2 separate regions of the Gasterosteus aculeatus genome follow, and region 1 is linked to region 2. Evidence: chromatin contacts called from public Hi-C data. All regions are on one chromosome and are shown on one strand. Each heading gives the region's core, a stretch centred on a gene start, on an enhancer-like site or on the middle of the called end of the contact. The rest is flanking DNA. Distances are from core to core; before and after follow the strand shown. Region 1 holds the start of hs2st1a (heparan sulfate 2-O-sulfotransferase 1a). Region 2 overlaps gtf2b (general transcription factor IIB).

Region 1 (6,022 bases), core at 2,431-4,930, 45 kb before region 2:
GACGTACTACAGCGAGGGAGAGGGCGAGTGGGTAAGAGAGAAACACCGTTAGGAAGGCAGGTTTCCCCTCAATACCAATAAAAGACATTTAGTGTGTGCGAGTTATCTGATCAACATTATCTAATTTCACTTCATGTGAGTGTAATTGTGAGAACATATCAACTCGCTGCTGCACGATTCATCCTCCTTACCTTGATCTGAAGACCTTTGAACATCTTTGGCTTGTCGCTCCTGACAAAAGCTGAGGAGATAAAAACGCCCATGAGGCAAATGTCAGGCGATGAATCAGTCAATTAGCTTTTCCATTTTAGTACTGTGGCCTGTAAATAGTGACAACTGGAAAAACCTCCCAGGAATGCGGCGTGAACAGCGGCAGGGACAGTTGAGAACACAGGATGGCCACAGCTGAAGTAAACAAACGGCAGCCACGTTTGCTTCCACACTAAAGAGAGCTGCAGCTACTCCTGACAATGTAATCCGACCCTGAATTAGCCAAATGTGACTCTACGCAGAGGTGGGGGGTCTCCGCCAAAGACAAATAGGGTGTATATAAAAACCTATTGGCCTTTTAGACCACCTGCTGCAAAGAAGGACACACTCCACGCACACATCCCCAGTGATCAACACACTGAAACAGAGAGAGCCGCTACCGTTAAAAAAAAAAAAAAATCCGTTACCTTGGACTTGAGGGAACCTCCCCAGCTTTCATCCACACACCTCAAGGATGGCCCCGGCATAGAGCTGCGCAAAGAGAGACACAATGTCACGCACACGCCCTGCTGGTGGCTGGACAATTGGCCCGGAGGAGCAATTTGATTGAACGATTCATAAACGTGTCCAGGCGACTCCTCGGGGGGGGGGGGTACTCTGCTGAAATTACATTTCTGTGTTTTATTTAACTACACTTTGCTGATCTAGCAGCAAATGCTAGGCTGCTCCAACTGGACGCCTATTCGATATGCATACAAACATTTGTCACGCAAGCCAAGATTAAAAGGGTAAGACTGCCAATGCTCTGCATTCTGTTACGTATGGTCATCATAAAAAAACACATGACTAACATTTCCTGTGGGCGGCTCACAGGCCCAAAACATGTTTTTCGGGCGCTCTGCAGAGAAGCAAGCACGGTTGAAACGAGTAACCAGTGTGCCATCCAGGGCCAATGATTCTTGCTAATTAACAAGGCGGCGCAATAAGTCGTTTCTCTGAGGGTTTAATGACTCGGCACTGATGTCAACTGAGAGACTTCGAAAAAGCAGATAATTGTTGCGGTCTGAGGGCCGAGTGACACTTTTGTTTCTACTGGTAACCTCGGTATGCAGCTGGAGACAGACGATTGTCCGACTATGTGACGTTTCAATCAAATCGTGAGGAGAAAAGGAAATATTCTTTCCTCCTGGTGTCGGGAAATAGAGTTATCATCAAGAGGTGTAATGAGGTGTGCACTACACTTCGCTGCAGAGCTGTTGCTAAGATACCAAACACACTCTGGGGACTTTGCTTAAGTAGAGAATAGTTACATTGTTTTTCCACCATCACTTGGCTCAGTATTTATCCATCAGAGACAAGCAAGGAGTCCTTTTGACTCATCACAAGAGCAGTCAAATCCCCTCACAGGTTACAGGGAGTCACGCTAGGGTTAAGGTCACTGAAATATCAAAAGGATTGCGAGAAAAGAAAAAAAAAAAAGAAGAAAAAAAAAGCTCCTGAGTTTGTCTGTGGAATCTCAGATCTGATGTACAGCTGCAAACCGCATAAACAGTCAGTAACAGGCCCAAACTAGGGTTTTTTAAGTAGAAGCTCAAATGCCTGATGTTGGGATCCTGTCAATAATGCAAAACATTGTGAAGGAGGGGTGCTCTGGGGGCTTCTACCATCTACTGAAGAGCTTGTAGTCTGCAAAGCACAGTAAACTAGAGAAAGAATGCAGATCAGCTCAACACAGCACAATTAATAAACCTGTTGTGCGTCAACATCTGAAAAGTCAGAGTCAAGGCAGCACAGGATGATAAATCTCCTTATTATAAGTCCACGTACTCACTGAGACTGATTCTAGGCATGCAATTACTTTAAGTCTGTCTGTCCCTCTGGAGACCTGTTCCCTTTACCTTGCGCACTTCCATCTGGGCCTCCTGCTGGCAGCACTGCCGGCAGTCGGGCTGCAGCTTGGTGAGGCTGAACTCCCCGAGCAGGTCGCAGGAGCTGCACAGCAGGTTGCTGGAGAAGCCCAGTTCCCTGCACGCCTCCGACGACAGATCGGCACCGTACGCCGACAGCTGGGGGGAGGAAGGAAGAGACGAGAGAACACACACAGGATACATGAAAGGCCATGTAAATAAGTATAACAATATTACTTCAAGTACAGATTTCTGACAGTGTATTGTTGAAAAAAAAAATATATTATATATATATATATATATATATATAAGCCGTATTAGCCTATAGGATGGTGGTGCTACAACTAAAATATAATCTATTAATTTGATTTTTGATATAGAAATAAAACAATCAACAGACATGGCATTTTTATGCGAAGAGGACTTAATTGTAATTTCATTTCTCAATTACAGATATTAGACTCAGTAAACTTTTGGCAATGTGAGCATTAGATTTATCCTCTTTGATGCTAAAGAACACTTTAGTGACACTGTTGTACTGGTGACATAATAACAAAATGACTCAAATAATGATGATGATGACGATGATGATGGCTAATTTTGTTTCGTCAGTTAGGATAGCTACGACTAACCGGCATGTTTAATAAAATCAGGATTTGCTTCGAGTAATCAGAAAACCAGTGTCCTCTCATGTTATATCGCCCCATTGTCCACATTGTCCACCCATGACTTTAGAGGAGAGGACTGATTTACTCAGCAGAGAGCGGCTTCTTGATGAGGACAACTAATGTAACGTTACAAACCCGGAAGTCCTGGTGTAGCTTTGTCTCTTCTTTTTTTTTTTTAACACCGGTTTTGACAAACCAAGCGGTTTATCACTATATAATTTTAGTTGTCGAATAAGTTCTGAGGAGGCTCCACATGAAAACCTGGGCTTTGGGGTTTTCGGGATAAGCCACGTCATTTTGAAGATCCGGGCTCAGCAGGATGAGGCAAAAAAAACTACACATAACAATAGTCGACTAACAACAGCTGTGCCAACGTACAAAACATCGCACGGAAACCACCTGTCTGTGTAAATTAACTCACCGTTTGTAAAAGCGAGAGAAGCCATAGAAGATACACCTCCCCCGACATTTTGGATGCTGCTTTGTTAGCATAAACTACTCGGAGGACCCATTTATTAATCGGAGGGCGGCCACGTTGCGCCTGATCATAGAACATAATAACTAATTATTTATGTTTCCCACATGTTCAACTGTTGCTAACAAAATGCTATTCCTATCAGTTACACCAATATGTCGATGGGTATTTGAGTAATTCAAATTAATCTAATTTAATTGTGTGCGTTTTTTTAGGTGAGGCCTGTTCTACGGTCGACTATCACTGTCTTTTTCTTCTCTGTTTTTATCGGGGTGAAAAGAAAAAAACTACGACACCTGCTGGCGGAGGTCGGGGTCATTGCTTCTGAAAACGGTCCAATCCGGTGTGAACAGACAGATTTAGTCAACCAATAGAAATCCTCCGCCGCGCGCTGGACTGCTGACGCGTCCAATGGGCTCGGCGGTAGTAATAGTGTGTCCGTGGTGCGGTGGTGGACACAAACTGGATGGGACAGAGCAGCGCTACATGGGGGACGCAGGCGACAGCGGCTTGGTACCACCGCTCCGACCAACCGCGGGGACCGATTCTCTCCTCTCATCCGCTCGCGGCGCCCCTCTGTCGGGCACTGACTTGATGAAATAACCAAGCCCCGCGTGAACACATCGCCTTTGAGGTAACCGGACGATTTTAAGACTGTTAGATAAAAACACACGCACACCGAGGGCCATGCTCGCACACTCAGCCGCTTTGTAACCAGCGTCGTCGCTCTCTCTCTCTCTCTCTGTGTGTGTGTGTGTGTGTGTGTGTGTGTGTGTGTTTTCTCAGCGTCTCCTGTCTCTGAGCATGGACTGACCACAAATAACCCTCTGGATGATTTGATGGGGCTGCTCAGAGTCATGATGCCGCCCAAGTTGCAGCTTTTGGCGCTGCTGGCGTTCGCCGTGGCCATGTTCTTCCTGGAGAACCAGATCCAGAAGCTGGAGGAGTCCAGGGGGAAGCTCGGTAAGTTTAAAGGGGTCTGCGGGCCGATGCTGACCTCGCCGTGTAGATACGTGCATCACCGTGGCTGTGCATCTGGGTCGGTGTGCAGAGACCCTCCACTAATCAGACAATGGCACACAGTCATGTTTAATGATCTGGGAGCCGTCCAGACTGAACTTTGCATGGTCATTCCGGGGTATTTGTATTTTAATGCCCTACAGACTCTCCCGTTTGTGCAATGCAACGCGAGATGGAGGAGATGGAGGAGGAGATGCTTTCTTCAGCCTGTTGCCCGGTGACAGGCTTGTTTCGGAAAAATGGCCCGGCTCAGTTTTCTAAAGCCCACGGAGATGTTCTGGTTCAACAAGCGGCTCAAAAAGACGCTTTATTGTAGCCGGTGTTTCTGGAAAGGTGTGATGCACAGTGTATTGCAGGAAACCTCTATTTGCCTCCAAGTGTGTTCTTAGTGATATTCTTTATTCATGAGGACGCCACCCTGCTGCAAATCCTCCCGCTTTACTAAACTCTCTCCCGTGATTGAAACGTAGCCGACGCCGTGTTCAAATCTCATTGTGACTTCCCAAGTTCAGGGGCTCACTCCCAATGAAGATCTGGGACATTGCAGGATTATCCCTGGAGGGATTTTGTTTTGCAGAGAGCAGCAGACGGTCTGAGGGGGAGGCCGGTGTACCCCGGGGGGGGTTCAGACACCACCTCTTGTAACATTTGGTGTGAGTGGGAGCCCGGCACCGACGGGGGGAGGGCGCCGCCAACTGACCAGCTTCTCTGCAGACATTTTGTCACCTCAATAGCAGCAGGAAAAGTGCAGGTGTAATCAATGACATAAAAAATTGCCATGATTTGTTGACTATAGACCATAGAGGGTGGAAAACGGCCGTGATGTACAGGCGTTGTGTGATCATTACAACAGGCACCTGTCAAATCATCAAGTTGTTTTTGGAATCTTTGCTGTGCACAAACGTTAATACGTATGTGGAGTCAAAGTTGTCCTGAAGCCGTTCCTGACGTCTTCAAATATCTCCTTTTTATAGTTATTTTTTATGATCATATGATCATAAAAAAGTGAATCTTTTAAATGTATATGACTGTATAAAACAAAAAGATTCTGGGTTTAAGTCAATGATTTATTCCATGTTAGTTTTTCCTGAGCCTTTTAAGTCGGCGAGTAGTCGAACCGGTATCCAGGCGAGATGGTGAATAAAGAAGTCTTGCGTCTTCATGATTGAATAAAGCCTCCCAGTTGAGTTTTTCACATGTTGGAGCACTCTGGTGTCCTGGTGGGGGTTAGATGGCTCTATTGGCCTGTGGCATGGATTATTGCTGCCGTAAAGTGCTATACTTTACACAGAGTGAAAGCACAGAGACACACACACACCCCTGATGCTGAAACACAACCTGAGAGGCCTTTTCCCCTCCGACTGCCCGCCACCACGAGAATCTGCTGACTTGGCAAAAAGCCTTCTGATGGATGACTGGGTCGAGCAGATGCCTGAGTGCTGCAGCTCTGAATTACGTGCTGCGTGGCCAAATAGTTGTGACTGAGGCTCTAACATTCACGTTGCCGTCCCGAGAGCCGTACCAGGTGCGCCCCGCTGCCAGTCCAGCGGTGCCAAATCGAACCTCCATGAACGATTCTCGCGTGCTTCAAAGCCGGAGAAGCTCCAAGCGTCACCTCCACGGTTCGCCCGTGTTGGTGGTTAAAACTCCACCCTGATCGGAATTGACCGGCGGCGGATCCCATCGCCTCACATGCGGGTTGAATCATTTCCCCCTATTAGCCCCCCCCCTACCTCCCTCCC
Region 2 (6,566 bases), core at 1,201-3,700:
AAAAGAATTACAATTCTAACCTACATCTGTCCGATTTCTGTGAAATGTTACAACAAACCATGGTAGTTTAATAAAGCGGACACATTTTGTTCAGTCCAGTGAATAATCTGCACATACAAACAAAATGCAGTCACTGTCTTCCTCGATGTGTATCACATCCCTGTGGTTTAATTAAGCAGAAGACGGAGCCTCATGAACACGTCCTCTGAGACTCAAATACTGTAAATATTGTTTGAATCCTCCCGTAGTGGGTTTCATCAGCTCATCCACAGCCTTATTCATGTTTTACTACTGTTACATCATCCCCTGCTTTCAGATTGTCTTTTTATCGTTGTTGTCATTGTGAGGCAGAAACACATTATGAAATCTGTACTTAACAAATGTGATTGAATTGCATCAAACCGGAGATGTTCAAAAGGACACTGGGTGTGACAAAGACGTATTGCTAGTTATCATATTATGTCCATTAGGCTTATTTCTTTTTTCACATACATGACTGGAACATCTCGACGCCACGTGCCATTCGTCTCCTTAGAGGAGAGCTGAAGCTATGGGAGCAGGAACAGAGGGCCCTTCAGCTCGTATCAGAGCGGCTGGCGTCTCGAGTCTCCCTCCTGACCTGGTCTCTGCTCCGGGGGCTCGTTAAAGAACTGCGTGTTCTCTACGGCTTCGACTTTCAGTTAGCATCACATGTTGAAAGGATTATTTTCTTCATATACTTGATATCTGGGCATTTTGTGCTGATATGTTCTTTGCTGACTGAGAAGATCAATTAAAACACGACACAGTTCTTTTAAAAGCTTCATAATGAATTTTCCATGGTCTTCACCATGTCTGTTGCACTTCTATTTAGGTGTGGTCGAAGACGTCGCAGCAACAGAGACGTCAAAGCCTCAATAACATCAACATCAGACAGATCTTCTCTTCAGCAAAATACGCAGTTAGTGGTGGTCCCCTCTCAATATACTCCACATCCACATTTTCACAAACCCAGTACTCTTCACAACTATGCTCTTGTGTGGCAGTAAATAAAAAAGAAATGTCCTATTACAAATGTTAACAGGTATAATACTACCAAACACTAATTCAAACACTGAAAGCTCTATGATAGAAAGGTAAACATGCAGATAATCGTTGTGTATACTGACCTACTACAAGGCCACATTCAGGGCAGATCATGTCCCCTGCTCTGTAGTCCTCCACCAGTATAGTATCAGGGTGGTTGGGACATTGGACTCTTGGAAGGGACAGGCCATCTCCGCTACAAAAGCAGAACAATTAAGTGATCAAACAGCTCGAAAGGCAAGAAAAAGATGGACAGGGGAGGAAAATGTAGGCAGATGGGCTACGTGGTGGATCAAAGAGACAGACAGACAGACAGACAGACAGACAGACAGACAGACAGACAGACAGACAGACAGACAGAGTTCATGCTGATGCCAGGATACAAAACACAATTTAAAGCTGGTCTCGTCTTCGGAAGCTGGAAAAATAAACTGGTAAATAGTACAGGGAGTATCATTAAAATACATACTGTTACATTGAGCCCTTTAATTTCCTCCATGTTAATGCTTAGAAGAAATACCTGGCAGACTGAAAGCTCAGTGGCCTGAACCTGGTTTGGGCAAAGTCAATATGCCGAGCAGATATTAAGTAAAACATTATCAAAGATTAAAAGAATCAGATGAGCATTAAGCCATGATGGGCTGGGTCATAGGCAGCTGAATAGCATTGAACACTTAACCTTAACTAAATGTTCTCGTTGCTGATAAATCTGATTTTTAATGGTTTAGTGGATGAAATGTAAAACTATCTAACTCAGAAATGTAATTGATGTCTTTAAATTGCCTTAGATGTGAAGTCTACTGCTATGTAGAAGAAAATCCTCACATTCATACTGGGCTTAAGATTATTTGGGTTTTAAATTAGAAGTGACATTAAATAATTAAAAATGTATATACATTAAATATTAAGACGATTTATTGAATGATCATTTAAGGAACAATATTGATACAATATGTTTACGGTGACCCCTAAACTAACCCCTGAAAGCCAGTCACAGTGATGTGCGGAAAGCACAACAATCTAAGGGCCTGATATCCGGGACATTACAAACATAATTCCACATTCCCTCCACTATCTACTTTGAATCTACATGTTGATCATAATAAATAATATCCAAACTTCATTCCTTGTTTTTTTTGGGGTTTGTTTTACATAGACGGCTCGTCTACTGCGATACGAGGGCATTTGTGCCCGCTTCAAACTGCAGACGTTAGCATCAACGGTTACCTGTTGACCGTTAGACAGCTAAAGTGTGAAAAAGTGCGAGGCGACAAAAAAAAAATTAAGATACGAAGCGAGGTTGACAAAGTTATTAGCAGCACAACGGTGAGATAATGTCACGGCACAACAGAGAGTGACTTCTGGCAACACCTAGCCAGCTAATTCGGCTAACGTAGCAAAGCAGCGAAATCAATCTGACAATTTACGGGGACAGAAGGAATTTAAGGCGTACAATTATTCCCGTCTAACTCGATGACGTTAATGAGTTTACATTCTGAGAGCCCACATGAAGAAGGAATAGGTGTAAGGTTTGGTTATAGTAGCTACGCACCGGCTTGTCGACGCCATGTTGCTCCTCAGTCCGCCTCTGTGTCAAAGGAACAATCGAATGCACTACCTCTATTTATAACTTTATCTGATCACATGACCGTAGGAGTACGGAGAGGCATAAGGCTCAAACTAGTCGAGACATTTGTATAACGTTTGTATAACACTGTTTTGTTGTTGAGAGAAAGAGAGAGCCAGAGAGAGAGAGAGAGAGAGAGAGAGAGAGAGAGCGAGATGTCTCATATTCCGGTTTGTAAATTCTATGTCCGTTTGGTAACACTACACGTAAGAACATTTTTTTGAGTACATCCTATATAATAATAATGTGTTTGACTAACCAACAACAAAAAGATGAATCATTTTGCAGCATTCTGAGCGCCTTCTGTGTCTGACTCTGCTAGTTTGTGACTGAATGATACTTCCCACGCCTGTGAAGGAAACCAGACAAAGACACAAAGAGTCACATGTTTTTCTTTAGCTTTTGTGGGAGAAGAATGACAAATCTACATCTGTCTACAAAATATATATCTATGAAGTATCATCTAAAGGTGAATAACACATTATTTATAGCACAACTAACATTTATTTCTTACTAAACGTCCATAGAAATTGAAGTTGACTGGATTACCTAAAAAGTATCATTCAAAAAAGCAAATGTGCATCAGGACGACAGCAGGTGGTGCTAAATAACTGACTCATTACAGTGATAAGATTTCATGGAAAGGTCATTTGGCACTGCTCTCTCTCTCTCTCTGTCTCTCTCTGTCTCTCTGGTTAAACAAACAGAGATGTATTACTTTGAGATCATTCTTGTTTGAGTAGTAATGAGACTCAACCTACCAAGGAGTAAGCAGCATTTTAGCAATCCGTCACCCCCAAATGCTGCATTCTCAAACTCAGTCGTCTCGTCGTTTTGTGAGAAGTGTCCCTGAGACGCATTCACGTATATTTAATGTATGTTTTCTGATACCACTAATGATACAAAACCCTCCTGGGCGGCCTTACTGCACAAAGCGGTGGAAACTGAACTAGCACAAACCGTAACAAGTCACAGCATGAGAGATATCCCTGGCACATCAAACAAAGGCATGTACAGACCAGTATGCCGGTGTCCGATGTGTCCTTTCAAACACACATAAAAAAACATATAGTACTACCACTGTACTAACCACCCCAATCCCTCAGGTTCCCAACTGCACCATCATATTACATCCCATCAGAATCCTTCATTACTATACTGTATGTCAAGTAATAACAAAGGATCCACACGCACAAGCAAATGGCCTGTGCAAACGTCTTGGGTAGTGTGTGTTTTTTTACACACTGATACACACACTCATTTTCCCCACTACATACCAAGGACTTGACCTAAGACTGAATTTCCACAGTCTGTGTGTGTGTGTGTGTGTGTGTGTGTGTGTGTGTGTGTGTGTGTGTGTGTGTGTGTGTGTGAGACTACTGTTTTTGGCTTATCGTGCTTACAGGAAATGAATTACCATAAACGCATGTTTGTTTGGGTTTGTGCCTTTGGTTTAAAATTGAAAAACTTTGCATTTATTTTATCCTCCGCATATAAAACTCACATTTAAAAACTCCAGCTGATGTTTGTGTGATAATATTCCAGCATATTCTTCCAAATCAGAGAAGAAGGTCCCTGGTGAATTATTTATAACTCATTGAGGCAATTCTCAACATACTGAATGGGTTGCCAGGGGTATCTGTGGTCCCCAGCTGTTGGCCCCATTACCGTCAGGAAACTACATACTGTCCAACCACTGCGGCCCAGTATGACAACAAACCAAACCATTAAATCTTTATACCTTTTTCCTTCTCCTTACCTGACCAACCACATATCTCGCCGCAGACATGTAAACATTTGAAGGTTAAAGGAATCTGAATCAGTACCATTAGCAGTACAACTAATGCTATTACCACCTAAACTTTACTGCAAATAGTATTTTATCACCAAGTTGTGGAATCGAAAAAGCAGTTTATTTAAACAAGTTGCAAATGCTTTGGTACATCCATGCAAATGATTACGTACAATTATCTGCTGTTTACTACATTATCAATTGCTTATGTCATGTGGATCAAAATGTATTATAATGGGCCTCTGTTGAATAGTCTCACCCAACTACAACATTTAGGCATCAGTTCATAGCAGTCTTTACATTCAAAATGCATGATAATTTGTCAAGCATATTTCTTCTATATTTCCATTAGACTTTTTTCTAAATCTGTCCTAAATTGGTAAATTGCTCACATGTGAATCTTGACTTTATCGAAGGTGCATTTCATGAGCCATCAACGGGCAAGTATATACATAGCCGGAGCACAACACAATGTTACAATGTCTGACAAAGGAAGGACAGGGAATTAGACAGGGTCAACAGCCCGGGAGAAGAAGAAGAGGAGGAAGAGGAGTGCGGCCGCGTGGCGGAGGAGTTGAGATGCAAAGGAGAGTATAAGGCAGAAGAGGCCGAGGACACATGCGTGTTCCCGATGAGATAGGAGCCGCACTTGTGCACACATTATTCAGCCACACAATACAGAGCGTTTTCTCACCCTTTTAAACACTCTCTGCATTTATCTCATCCGTGAACAAGAGAGGGGTAAGATTGGACTTGCCAAAGTATGCGATAGTTTGGGACAATGTAAGTTTGCAACATCATCATCAGGCAATGGTTTGCGACCCACAACAGGATGCCGATGGAGCTCCTCTCACCCTACTCCCCATTCCTTAACCTCATTGAGGAATTCTTGTAAAGTAAAGTATATGATCGCCAGCCACATACACAGATGACCCTTCTGCTGCCATGGAGGCAGCGTGTGATGACATCAGAGCCGATGCCTCCAGAGGCTGGATAAGACACTCTAAAAGATTATTCTCACGCTGCATCGCAAGAGAAGATATTCGTTGTGATGTGGATGAAAATGTGTGGCCCAACAGACAGGAACATCAGGTGGTGCACTGTAATTCATGCAGCACTGCATGTACCGTTTCCTTTAAGGAGATTGTCCTATGTTCACATTTCTACTTTTTTTTTCCTTCGTGCTTTTTTTCCTAGTGCTGTCTTTTCCTCTCGGTATCGCAATGACATGTCTGTCAACAAACAGTAAAAGCGGTAATGTGAATCTTGTCCAGTCTCTTGCAATTAATCTCCCACATACACTAAGGAGTAATTTACAGTTTAAAATCATTTTCATCCAAACTTTAGCCATAGTTTACATCAGAACAGAACCTCCACAGTACACTGGTAAACTGACAACACGACTAATGACTAATTTCTCAAATCTACCAAACCAACTGATAAAAACTGTAAGTGGGTTCACTTTCACTAATCCAATACTTTTCCCCTTCCTGTTGTCAACCTTGTTATTGTTTGGGATTGTTAAACGGAACCACTACAAACTCAGACTAACTTGCTCAAATCCAAATAAACATTTAGCTCTGTTGCAAAACCACTTTAGTAGAAGAACACAGATCAAATCATCATTGTACTCTCTCTGCATGTGCTTTTGTGGTTACACTCCACCTTCACATCTGATCTTGTAACCTGCCAGACTCTCACATTACACGCCCCACTACCTGCTTTTCTTTCTGTCTTTTCTTCCTCTTACTCTCAAAGTACAAGGGTAGCATGAGAACAGTGTGCCTGCAGCCAGCAGCCCAGGACCGGTTGAAACCTGTATGGGTTGCAACTGAGGAGACACTTCCTCCATCGAGTGCATCATCAACCAAATCCAGAAAGAGCTGGAAATGATGCAAGGCGTCAGCACACAGGGTGTTATTGACTGTTGAGTTTGTCATTACCAATAAGATTGATAGACCGATAGACGGATAGACTGAGAGATAAATAGACGGATATAGAGATAGATAATATGTACAATGTTGCATATGTTAATAATGTTTAGCTCTGCTGTAACAAACACAAGGCATCGTTTATGAAGAG

The links. A called contact is a pair of places that touch in the nucleus more often than the background predicts.
Region 1: a Hi-C map of whole body shows a contact between it and region 2, with 3 times the contacts expected there. The contact joins the promoter of hs2st1a here to the enhancer-like site in region 2. A contact is called at or near these places in 3 of 6 Hi-C or Micro-C datasets (skeletal muscle, tail fin and whole body).

What each region holds. Positions count from the first base shown.
Region 1 is chr3:10,008,851-10,014,872 of fGasAcu3.hap1.1, reverse strand. hs2st1a (heparan sulfate 2-O-sulfotransferase 1a) reads left to right here and starts at 3,680. Exons shown (of 8, transcript XM_040171740.2): 1 at 3,680-3,894; 2 at 4,047-4,223. The coding sequence starts at 4,100. It overlaps selenof (selenoprotein F), which reads right to left and starts at 3,534. Exons shown (of 5, transcript XM_040171755.2): 1 at 3,207-3,534; 2 at 2,109-2,276; 3 at 678-741; 4 at 192-241; 5 at 1-6. The coding sequence starts at 3,341.
Region 2 is chr3:9,962,320-9,968,885 of fGasAcu3.hap1.1, reverse strand. It overlaps gtf2b (general transcription factor IIB), which reads right to left. Exons shown (of 7, transcript XM_078099104.1): 2 at 1,149-1,261. The coding sequence starts at 1,179. Among protein-coding and RNA genes, the nearest start is that of lrrc8da, 3.9 kb to the right of the region's middle. Within about 2 kb of position 2,450, at least 9 of the 9 cell types and tissues checked have open chromatin away from gene starts, as enhancers often do.